Linked DNA regions of Capsicum annuum: region 2 is linked to region 1. A link is a contact called in public Hi-C data. All regions are on one chromosome and are shown on one strand. The core of a region is the stretch at or near the end of the contact, and the rest is flanking DNA. Distances in the headings are between cores, read along the strand shown. Region 1 holds the start of LOC107868133. Region 2 holds the start of LOC107868135 (alpha/beta hydrolase domain-containing protein 17C).

The links. Hi-C and Micro-C count contacts between places; a contact is called where the count stands out from the background.
Region 2: a contact with region 1 is called in a Hi-C map of leaf, with 2.4 times the contacts expected there. The contact joins the promoter of LOC107868135 here to the promoter of LOC107868133 in region 1. A contact is called at or near these places in 4 of 5 Hi-C or Micro-C datasets (bud, leaf and placenta).

Annotation. Positions count from the first base shown.
Region 1 is chr4:108,337,135-108,343,603 of UCD10Xv1.1, forward strand. It overlaps LOC107868133, which reads right to left and starts at 2,758. Exons shown (of 10, transcript XM_016714726.2): 1 at 2,229-2,758; 2 at 1-49. The coding sequence starts at 2,321.
Region 2 is chr4:108,534,179-108,540,647 of UCD10Xv1.1, forward strand. It overlaps LOC107868135 (alpha/beta hydrolase domain-containing protein 17C), which reads left to right and starts at 3,980. Exons shown (of 5, transcript XM_047411937.1): 1 at 3,980-4,461; 2 at 6,300-6,336. The coding sequence starts at 4,157.

The sequences.
Region 1 (6,469 bases), core at 1,508-4,007:
GAAATACAGTAATGAGCTTGAAAGGTATCAGGAGAAATGTCCTCCATAACTGTTATGATATTCAGAACGGGGGAAAAAAGAAAAATGAATATGCAAAAACTTTATAATAAAGGCAAAGAGAAGAAAAAGTGGTTAGAAAATGACTACATGAAAACAGTCGGGAATATTTTATGGCAAATATATGAGAAAAAGGAAATCTAGTATATCATTTGCGCATGACTTAGCATTGCATAACAACCTTAAGCATCTTATATTAATTCTCAAGAAGACTAGAAACAACTCACACATAGGAGATGAAGTGTTATGATCATACACATATATCATGGTTAGCTTCTCAAATTGCAAGTACTACATCAAAGTAATTTATACATATGCTTCTGAGATGGATGCAGTGTTATAACTCATTAACATGTTGAGGAAATAGAGACTTGCTTCACTAAATAACCTTAACAATTTAAAAAGATCAACTACATGGGGATAAAGCGGTACGTTTCTGAGAATGTGATGCTCGACCTAAAAGATACACACATGGATGTACCGCAGTACTTCCATTTTCTTTAAAAAATGTACTGAAGAAACTATTTTATACATTATACAGTGATTTTGAACAAAAAGCAGGTGGACAAATTTTCCCATTTTTCACAATGCATTGAATTAGGTTTTTGAGATAAAAGATACCTTTTCAACACTTTGACGACACACATCATATCGACCAATCAAAATTCTTGCTAAGGAGATCCATAAATCCCATTCTAAAATATAAATGACTTCCTGAATGAATAAAGATTCTAATCAAGTGATATTATTTGTCCATTTTGTAAAATATTTTATCCTCATTTTTAGGCTTTCGTCTTTTTAGAGATGCCCTGCTGCAATAGAGATTATTAGAACTAATTACAAATTCAGAAACTCTCATGGATGTTTATATCAACGTTTTTCTTACATTTCACATGTACTGTACATGCATTGATATTTATATATACGTGATGAGTTAGTGGAATGAATGGTGGTGAGAGGGAGGGAGGGGGGTTAAATGAAAACATACGGGTGAGGGCTATGTTACTGTTATTAGCTAAATTCTTCACTTCTTGTAATTTATAACGCGTGTATACCTAGACTATTGCACCAGATACCTATATTGTCCCACCAATATTGGTCCTTCATGGTTTCTTTCTAGTTTAATCGACAACTAGGCCACACTTTTCGGTGTTAGCTAAGCATTAACCTACACATTTTGATCAGGAAAAAAAAAAATGTGTAGGTGAAATGTTTAGCTAACCATTTTCTATCAACAAATAATTGGGAACAAACTCCTAAACTAACCATTTCCTAATAACCACTGCTCTACAAGTAAATTCTTAGGGTATTGACTGTTAAGGATCAGAACAGAATGATATGAAGATAAGACTATACTGCATGTGATCATTCTTTCAAACTCAATCCTACTTTCAAGCTATCCGCACTTCTTTTGTTCTTAACAACAAAATGAAGCAAATAAAGGCCAATAGCACTGTTCGGAAGCTCTAAAATCTATAGATACTAGCTAATCAATTCACTAAGGGGGTTCAGAAAATTAAAATCTAGTGCCTGAGATTTGAACTTGAACCACAAGGTAAATTTTGACTTCCCTAAACCTCTGAGTCAACTTCCAGTCTTGTACACTGAAGTTTTAAAAAATTACCCTTTTTACCTAGATCCGCCCCTGAAACTGAAAAAGCTTTAGAATTTCAAACTTGAGGCTTAGGAAGAACCCTTTTTTCTTTTTTCAAAAAAAAAAACACTTTTCACTTTTCTATCAAACAATACCAATAACCTTGAAATCTTGCGTTTCTCTCCTAATTAGCTACAAAAAAGCAGGATCATACAACAATTATAACATACCCAGTGTAATCTCACAAGTAGAGTCTGGGAAGGGCAGAGAGTACGCGGACCTTACCCCTAGACAAGACTATTTCCTCTAGACCCTCGGCTTGAATAACGCATGTCAAACAATGTGAAATAGTTAGAATGTACCTAATACATTACCTCTACCTGGTAGAAATAGACAGGCTATTTCCGACAAACCCTCAGATTAAATGACGCATGGCAAATAGTGGAGATAAACAAAAAAGCTGGGACATATAACTGCAAAAAGTTAGCATAAAACTTCTTTTCTTACATTTTCTCGATCTACAAATAAAGACCAAAATTATCCAAAGAGAGAGAGAGAGAGAGAGAGAGAGACTTACAACAAGAATCACAACAGTGAAAACACCAATGGTAACAAGAAAAAGCTTTTGGTCACGATTACAACAATTCTGAAGCTCCCAATTCGGATTCATCCCTCTTTTTTCCAACCCCAAATGTTTGCTTTAAAAAAACCGGTTGAACTTTTCAAAAAAAAAAAAAAAAATCGCCCCTCAAACTCAAAATTTCAAGATTTCTGCTTTAACAATAACAGTTGAAATTTTCAACTTTTTGTCAAAACGGAGGCTTTGTTGAATGGGTTTGGTCAACAACTGTAAACTTGTAGGAAAGTGAGAGAGAAAAATGACTGGAGTAAGCAAGAAGGCTGACGAACAGAGGTGAAAAACGCCGTCGTTTGCGTGTGGGGAGTGGGGTGGGGGGTGAGGGTGTTGCTGGATTGGTTGAGGTGAGTAGATTTTCTGAATCAATCAAATCTGTCATCTCTTCTTTGTCCAAGTAAACACAACAAGGAGCAACTGACTTTTGTCGTTTACTATGTGAAACTTTTTTGAAATATTCAAAGACCCTTGTAATTCTTTTGCCACAGATGACATGACCTGATATCAAAAAGAGAAGTTTTTTTAAAAGAAAAAAAGGAAAAACACTACTGATAAAGATTTTATTTAGTGAATACTTAGATTATTGATTATCTTAAAAATCCTTTAAAATTTATTATTATTATATAATATAAACGTCATGTGACTTGTATATGTATGAAATATTAGACATAATAATTAATAGTCAAATTAGATTTGAAGAACAAAAATTACTTGCTCAATTTGAATTTGAATACCTAAATAGTTAATCAACTTGCCAATTTGAAGTCAAGTTTGACAATGTTAAAAAACTTAAGTTTGGTGGTTTATGAATAGTCACCCTTTGTATATTTTATTGACATATAAAAGTAGTACAAGAAGTATTACTAAATTCCCTAAAGTTCTCTCCTTTCTTTAAAGTTTGATATTGATATTTTATCTTTGTTTATATAACACGTTATCAACATGAAGCCCTATCATATCAAAATTTGAAGGATAAGGTATTATTCTCTCATTTCTTTAATATGTCTAATCTTACAAAACTTGAGTTCGTTGCCCTTCAAAGCTAGGGTAAGAACTATCTTTCATAGGTATTGGATGCTGAAATCCATTTAGATGTTATGGGTCTTGGAGACGTCATTAAAATTGAAAATAAAACATCAAAACAAGATCATTCTAAGGTCATGATATTTTTGTGTCATCATATTGACGAAATTTTGAAAATTAAATATCTTACTGTTAAGGATCAACTTATTTTGTGGAATAACCTTAAAGAAAGGTATGACCACCTAAAGATGGTCATCCATCTAAAAGCACGATAAGACTGGATGCATCTTAGGTTTCAAGACTATAAGTCTCTGCATGAATACAATTCTGTCACGTTCAGAATTTTTTCTCAGGTAAAACTATGTGGAGAGACTATTACTCTCTACCTTTCATTCCTCGAATGTGTTTCTACAGCAACAATATCGAGAGAAAGATTTCAAGAAGTATTCTGAATTGAGTTTTCTTCTTCTTATGGCTGAACAAAATAATAATTTGTTAATGAAAATCGACCTACTGGATCAACACCATTTTTAGAAGTGAATGAGGTGTACGCCCATCATGCTAGGCGTGGAAAATGTTGGGGACCTGATTCCGGACGTGGACGTGGACGTGGTCGTGATTATGGTCAAGAAAGAAACCATGTTCCTGGTGTTAATCATTCAACAAATAAAAGACACCATAAAAAAGAACAAGAAAAAGATGAGAAACATGATGCGGTTAGAGCATGTGTTTATTTTCGATGTGGTGCAAAGGGACACATGCGCGTGACTATCGCACTCTCAAAATTTTGGTTGAGCTTTACCAAGCATCACAAAAGAAGAAAGAAAAAAAATCCTGAAGCTAATTTTATCTATGAAAATCATGTTGACATCGCACACTTAGATGTAGACGATTTCTTCGAGCACCTTGAAGGAAAGATAGATCACTTGATTGGTGATGGTTCTGTGACTATGGAAGAATGAAAAAGTTTATTTATTTTGCTAAAGTAGTAATTAGTAAATTAAAAATCATGTAATAGTAGTTGTTTATATGAGTACGGTACTTTAATTAGTATTTTTTTCTTACTAGTCATATTATCATAAGTTCATTAGTAAAGTGACCCATTTTGATCCTGTTTTGATTAAATAGTATTTTAATATTTTTTAGTTATGATGGATGCTATTTTGTTATCAAGTCATCAATAGACTCTTTTATCTAAAAATGAATGATTTAATTAAAATCAATTTCACAAAATAACATACATGTTTGATTTAATTAAAAGTGATCTTTTTGAAAATTTCACAGCAAATGGTAACTGTGAATAATTGTTATATTACTTAACTTTTTTATTTTGTGTATGTTATTCTATTTGAAGATATGGATAATTCTCAAAGCAATTTATCGAATTATGAAGACATTTTCTTATTGATACTGGCACAACACACACAATATTTAAAAATGAGAAATATTTTTTTTATTTAAGTATGGACAAGATAATGTTACTATAATTTCTGATAGTATTAATTTGATTGAAGGTTTTAGCAAAGCCACTATAATTTTGCCTAAGGTAGCTAAACTCATCATAAATAATGCTATATTTTCTCCTAAGTCTCAGAGAAACTTATTGAAATTTAAAGATATTCGTGAAAACGGCTATCATATCAAGACAATGAATGAGTTGAATCTTTAATATCTTGGTATTACCAAGAATGTCTCTAGGCAGACATATATTATAGAAAAGTTTCCTGCTTTATCTTTTGGTTTGTATTGAAAAAGATTAGTGTAATTGAGGCACATTCTATTGTAAATCGAAAGTTTACTAATTCAAATATTTTTTAACTTTAGCACGATCGATTGGGACATCCTGGATCTATAATGATGAGACAAATAACAGAAAATTCAAATGGGCATTCCTTAAAGAACTTGAATGTTCTTTTAAATGATGAATTTTCTTGTACTGCTTGTTATCAAGGCAAGTTAATTGTGAGACCATCACCAACTAAGATTGAGATTAAACCCTTTGCATTCTTAGAACGCATACAAGGAGATATTTATGGACCTATTCACCCACCTAGTGGGTCACTTAGCTATTTCATAGTCCTAATAGATGTTTCTTCTAGATGGTGTCATGTGTGTCTATTGTCATCTCGCAACTTCGCATTTTAAAAATTATTGGCACAAATAATACGATTACGGGCATAATTTCCTGATAATCAGATTAAGTATGTTCGCCTTGACAATGCTACAGTGTTTTCATCCCAAGCATTTAATGATTATTGCATATCAATTGGGATAAAATTTAAACATCCTGTAGCTCATAGACACACTAAAAATGATCTTGCTGAGTCATTAATTAAACGTCTTCAATTGCTAGCAAGATCATTGCTTATGAAAATTAAGTTGCCCACCTCTGTTTGGGGTCATGCAATTCTGCATACTGCGATGCTTGTTCATTTTTCATCGATAAATTATCATAAAATTTCTCTGTTATAATTAGTTTTGGGCCAAGATCCTAATATATGTCATCTGAGAGTTTTTGGATACTGTCACGACTCGAGGCTACCCCCTAGTCGCGATAGCGGTGCTTACGGTCTTGAAAGAACACAAGCTAACCCATGAGCTGGTACTTGCTGTGAGCACTAAATAATAATAATAAAATACACGTGCAGAATAGCTGAATACACCGTAAGGTTTTAAATATTAAAACATTTCTGAATCATAAGTCTGAAAACAACTATTGGAAAACAACTATCTGAAAACTGATAAAAGTAATAACAAACTGACTAACTGTCTGAAGTGTCTGAAAGCCTCTAAAACTACTGAATAAGAGTGGATGATACAGGCCCCAACTAACTCCAACTGACTACTAAATAGAAAACACTGAAATAAACATAATTTGTCCTTGAAATATGAGGACTCACCACTGCTGATGATGATGATGCGCTAAAGTATCTAAGTACGGTCGGGAACCTAAGCGTTCGAACCTATGATATGAGACATCATAGTGCAAGAAACGAGTATGCAGTTAGTACTTTGAATGTACTGATATGCTAAATGGGGTTAGGCTGATATGCATGGACTCATGTGCATGAATAATAACTGACTGAATGAATAGAATGAAATAACTGATTTATAGTATGCGTGAAAGCTATAAAATCAGAGAATGTATGACCAAGCATATA
Region 2 (6,469 bases), core at 2,730-5,229, 200 kb after region 1:
TTTCAAAGTGCAAAAAAGAAATAAATAATAAATTTAATACTCTTGAGTTTTTGGATAAGTTTGACTGCCTACTTATGCACATTCTAAGTTGGAGGTCATAGATATAAGTTGAGGCCAAGTTAAATAATATATTTATGTATTATGCCACATTAAAATCATCTTTGTACGACAATTTTTCTGTAAGAGAAGTGAATAAAGTATGTTTTCCATGCCTGGATTGCTATAATCTTCCAGAGAGATAAAATAAGAAGCAAATGTAAGTATGGAGATGATAACAGTAAAGAATTTAACCTTTTGGTATCAAGCTGCCAGATAGCAAAGTAAAAAATGCTAGAATAACAACAACTAAAGGCATTAAGCTACTAGAGAGTAGAATTAAGTGAAGGTAGCATATTAGTTGCTATACAAAATGCTAAGGCCAATATGTGGCATAAATAACTTGAGGATCATATTAATTTCAGTGGGCATATGCTATTGTTAATTTCCTAAGCATATAGCATAAACAACTTGATGTTCTTAACAAATGCTATTGGGAGTACTATTATACTGATTTGAGTAAAGTAACTATGACAATGAGCACCGTGTGTGCAAATACTTGCTATTTAACAGAAAATTTAAACAAGACCACAACAAAAATAATAAAATTCAGGCAAGAACATGAAAAATCATCAAAACTATACTAATTAATGACTTCACAAAACCCACTTATCAAGTTAAAATTTTAGATTAAATAAAAAAACTTTCTTCCAATTAAGTCTGGATGAAGGTGAATCGCAGACACACAAATGTCAACTTTTTAATAGAATATAGTATCCACATTAATTCAATTTTAGCTGGTTTAATCTCAAAGATTAACATATAGTAGTAAGATTCATCAGGTAGTTCTATCCTATTCTTGGAGCATCAGTACAATTAGCCTTTTAAGTGAGTTAAGTCCCTCTATAGCCAGTTTATTGAGAGACCAAAGAAAAAAAAATGTTGGTAACCAATATGTCAACAAGCTTTTAGTGATGAATCTATAAACCAAACTAATGGAAATCATATCAATACAACTTATTGAAGTGTTATTGGTATGAGATAATATGTAATATAAAAAGACACGAGTAGTTGAAACATGTTTTATTCACACATCGGAGCAGTCACCTAAGATGTAGATTACAAATATGCATAAGTTTTTACTATATCACTGGCTAGTGAGATTACTGTCAGGTGATATTGAAAACGCACACGAAAAATACTAAGGGAAATGAGTAAATCTCAGAGATGAACCTGAATTGGTTAATTTAAATTTAAAAATTTATAGAAAGAGTATTTGTAAATTACCATCAACTTTCAAGTACTTGTTACTGCCTAGGTAAGAATAAGTCGTTTGATTGTTTCAGGAATTGCTAGCATTAGCTTATGTAGGGATCAAAACCAATAAGCCGTGAAGGTACTATCCTGAACTTCTTATTAACTGCTCTACATTATTTTGGATGGCAGAAAGAAGTATCTGTGCATAAAACGTATCCAAAGTGCAATTCTGATATAACGACGTTAAAACAGGTTATGTTATGGGACTAACAAAGGCGGTGAGGGATATCCTGTAATACAGTGGGATGAAAAAATTATGTCAACTTTTATTTGAAATTGGAGTAATACAATAATAAACCCCGTGTGGTTTTAACAAATGGGGTCTGGGGAGGATAGTGTATACACAGATCGTACGCCTATTAGGTAGAGAGGCTATTTTTAATAAAAGTTGAAATATTTTGGATGAGAAATTTAAGAGTATTTTTGGTAGGGTCAGAATTTTGTTAATATAATGCAAATTGAAAAACATATTTGGAGGAACAATTAAAGTAAGAAAGTCTGCCTATTCATTTCATAACATTTAAGACATTTAAATGAAAGCCCACTCTCAAAAAACACTTATTTTCGTCAAAACATTCAACAGAAACTAACATACATAGCGGTAGGGAGCGCTATCTCTAAATGGACCCTACCTAGCGCGAATTCAAGTTAGTCGAACTCCAATGCGGGTATCGAATATTGAACGAAAAATTCAAAAAAAGAAATGAAACGTTTACAAATAGATGAAAGACAACTTTCTTTGAGTCTACTAATTGAGTCATTCATCAAAACAGTTTAATTTTTTCATTTGTCTAAATTGTCTAGTATACAATAGCAGAAAGCAAAAAATCACGAATGGATATTCTGTTGTTAAGACTTTTTAAGAAATAAGAACCATAGAACAAAATTGAGAGGATGAAAAAATTGATCATGCAATATCATTTTTAATAACAAAAATGCCAGCAAAAAGAAAAAGATGCTCTATTCTAACTGTAGAAACATGCAGTTGTCGAAAAGAAAGGCTTGACATTCATTATTTTTTTTTGGCAGAAGAGTGATCTCGAAAACAAAAAATATGACCCAATTCTACCCCAGTTAGCACTAGAAGCAACATATTCACCATATATATATATATATATATATATTATATTCAAATTTATATTTTCAAAGAATAATAAATAAAGCTAATTTAGTAAAAAATAAGCTGCTATTCTCTGAATCAAACATAGCAGAGTAGGTCAGTAGAGTATATAAAGATGGATAAACATAAAAGTAATTGAGCCACAAAAGACAATCACAATTCTCCTACGCAATACTTGGCTACAACAACTCACAGAAAAGTAGTGACTATATTCAACAGCGGGACTACTTTACACTCCATTATTTTCTACTCCGTCAAAATAAATTAAAAATTACACAAATACACAACTTATGTTTTCAATATTACAAAAAATCTCAACTTTCTGAACATATTACAAAAATCTCAACATATACACAGAATGTTATGTATATATCGGTTATGCTATGTATATTAATAGGGAGAGAGATTGAGAGAGTAAAGTAATTAAAAAAGTGGGAGAGAGTGTAATTACTTTCAAAAAGGTTGGTATTTACATTATTTATACAAAAATAAAATCTAAAAAATAAAGAAGAACTAATTAAGGCCTTTCTCATTATAACTTGAGGTCTTATTGACATAAAATTAGGCACTTTTAGTTATACCTTCTTACTGAAAAATTTTCTTTGCAGGGGTAGGATCAGAATTATTAATATAATGCAAATCGAAAAATATATCTGGAGGAACAACTAAAGTAAGAAAGTTTGCCTATGCATTTCATAACCTTTCAACTCTGTCTGTTACCTATCTTAAACTACCCGAAAGTAAAACATTCAAAGAAATCAAGATAACAGTATATTCTCTTGCAGGCAGATAGAAAAATCAGATGGAAGACACAAATACTGCTTAAAAAAAATCACCGAAAAGATTAAGAATTTCCTTCACAAAACTTTTGAAGTGTTAAAAATTTGAACTTTTCTTGTGCAAATATTTTGATTGAAATTGCTTATTAGTAGTTTTGTTGGTTCTTTGTTTGGAGATGAAGATTTGACTCATAGCGATATTTATTTTATTTGATTTGCTCGGGATCTATGTGAAAACTACAAATCTCTCAAAAGTAAAAGAAAATCCTACTTAAGCTGTCAATCTCCCAAAACTATAAGAAAAGGGGTTAAAAAAAGGGGCCGAAACAAAATACACCTAGTACATTAGTTGCGAAGAACAACTCAAAATTTTCAAACAGATAAAAATTTTCACAATATAAGCAGTAATTTCAGTAATCCAAACAAACCCCAATTCTTAAAATAAACAAACTTCAACGCAACGAATAAAATCTGTATAATCAAAAAGTCGAAAAGAAAAACACCCGGTAGAGAGCAAGTATAACAACGCAAAATTTATTTTTACTTTCTTAATTGTCGATTTTACATGTTTATCAATGGAGAGATAATGGAGAACACAACACAAAGATAAGAAGGAGGTAGAGAATGACACATATCTGATGCTACACGTGTAATAAAGTTATATAAACTCATCAGCATATCATGTAAAATGACAAAATTATCCTCACACACGTTTCTTTGACATCAAGCATAATGTCAAAACCCTCATTTTATATGAAGTACTAAAGACACTCGTTATTAAATAACAGAAAACTGAAATTCAAACGTTCAAAATAGTCTCTCTTATTCCTTCTATAAAAGAAAAAACCACTACGCAGCTCCTCTTTCCGATTCACGCGCCGCCGTTCACCACCACCACCACAATATGGGCGGTGTGACGTCATCCATCGCTGCAAAATTCGCATTTTTCCCACCGAATCCTCCGTCGTATTCGGTTGTTTCCGACGAGTCGTGCAGCGGTAAGTTATGCATACCGGAGGTACCGAGGAGGGAAAATGTTGATGTTTTGAAGCTGCGTACTCAAAGGGGAAATGAAATTGTTGCATTATACGTGAAGCACCCGAAGGCGTCGGCTTCTATGGTTTATTCTCATGGAAATGCTGCTGATTTGGGGCAAATGTTTGAATTTTTTGTTGAGTTGAGCCTCCGTCTTCGGGTTAATCTTATGGGGTAAAAGTATCAGTACTCTGCAGAATTATTTAACAAAATTATCTATGTTTTCCCATCTGTTTCGATTTGTTTGGTTTACTTTCGTTTGGAAGAAAATGTTTTTTCCCCTTTTTTTGTTAAATTTTTAATTCTAAAATTTTTATATGACATGTTTAAATAACAGGATTAAAGGTAATTTTGATATATTTTATGTATCTTTAGTTTAAGATCATAAGGGTTCATTTGGTATGGGAGTAAATTATCGTAGAATTATAATAGTTAGATTTGGATATATTGAGATATCCCAAAAATAAGCTTGGAATAAAATTTATACGGTGGTTGATTGGTTGTATAAGTCTTTTTTCTTTTTGATAACCATGGTGTTCGGACCAGCTTGTGTGTACCTCGACTAATTCCACAAGATACATGTCACATCCCAACAATATCAGGTATCAAGTAACTTTGTCCATCAAGGCTAGAATAGATGGAAAGAAATCACCTAGTGTTTTATCTCTACTAGTATTTGAACCTTAGACCACAAGTGCTGAACCCACTTCATTGACCACTAGCTTCACCCTTGGGTTTATACCGTCAACTAATTGTAGTATAAATCTTATCTCAGTCTTAATGCTAGGATATCCCGTCTCATCCTGCGTATCAAACCAACCCTAAGATTTTAAAGTTTTCTTTACTTTTTAAAACTCACTGGGAAGTTAAAACCAACCAAACAAATTGAAACAAATGGAGTAGCTTTTATGTTTGCTTTGTTTTTGCTTCTTTGTCATCTGATCCTGAGCTTTAGAAGTTAGATCACCCATTTTTTCTTTATACCCTTGCTCCAGTTTTTGCTATGGCATTTCTTAGAGGAAATATATTGTTCTGAAAACTAGGACAATTGCATTTAACTGACTTGGAGCTATAATGCAGAAAGGCCCTCCATCCTGATAAAAGATAAAATTTAAGGAAGGGAAAAAGAAAAAGAGAAAGGCAAAATTAATCTGATCAGTGACAAGTAAGGAAGTATGAGTTTCTTTTCTCTTTTTGTTAGTTTAGGTTATTTTTTCCTATCCTAGCGACCCAAAATGCAGCTTTTCTGGTAACCGACAATTGGAACTTCCATTTTTGTGTGACATTTCACTGAATGTGAATTGGAGATGTTGGATGTATGATGTTCTTTGTCAGCAAGTAGATGTATTTGTTCAAGAGCTAATGGGGAATTATCTATTGAAGACTAAATTTTAAATGGAGCATAAGTAACGCACATTAGTAATATGTAATTTTCTAATACTAATGTAATATCCTATCTGTATTCATAAAGGAAAGTGTCTTAGCAAGGAAATCCATATACATGTTTCCTTTTTAAGCTCTTCTATACGAGTTCTCCCTCTCTCCGATGAGTTCGGATCTTCATTTAAGATCGTACTGTTAGGAAGGAACATATATCATTTAAAACACATCAGGGACTTAGATTAATTATTGTGGATATTTATTACAAGGAGCGAGCTGGATTATGAAGTTCATAATGCTACTGTTGATGGACTTTACTTAAAAAATTGCTTTAGTATAGTTCTTTTGTTTGGTAGGGGTGAAACAGAGAAAAGGATAATGTATTTCTTTTGGTGAAGCTTAAGATTTGGTGGTGCATCAGTATTTTTCTATCAAATACTTTTATTCAAGTGTACCATAGGTCAAATGAATAAGGAAACATTTGTTTCACATGATTTTATGCCTAAATCCTTCTCTTCTTTCTTCACCCTTTCTTCTCATTTTTGTATAGAAATTTGTCAAACTAGACAGTGAGATTGCTATTTTCCTTGGTTTCTTGTTCTTCACTAACTTGCTCATGTGTGCTTCTTTAGGTATGATTACTCTGGATATGGACAATCGGCTGGAAAGGTTAGATATCTATTACCATAAATGTCATTACGCGATTGATGACATCAGAAAGGCTGTTTTAAATGATGTGGTGGCTTTATCCTTTTTAATTTTGGTTGGGGAAAGTGGAGGGGAGGGGTTGGTTTCTGTAAAA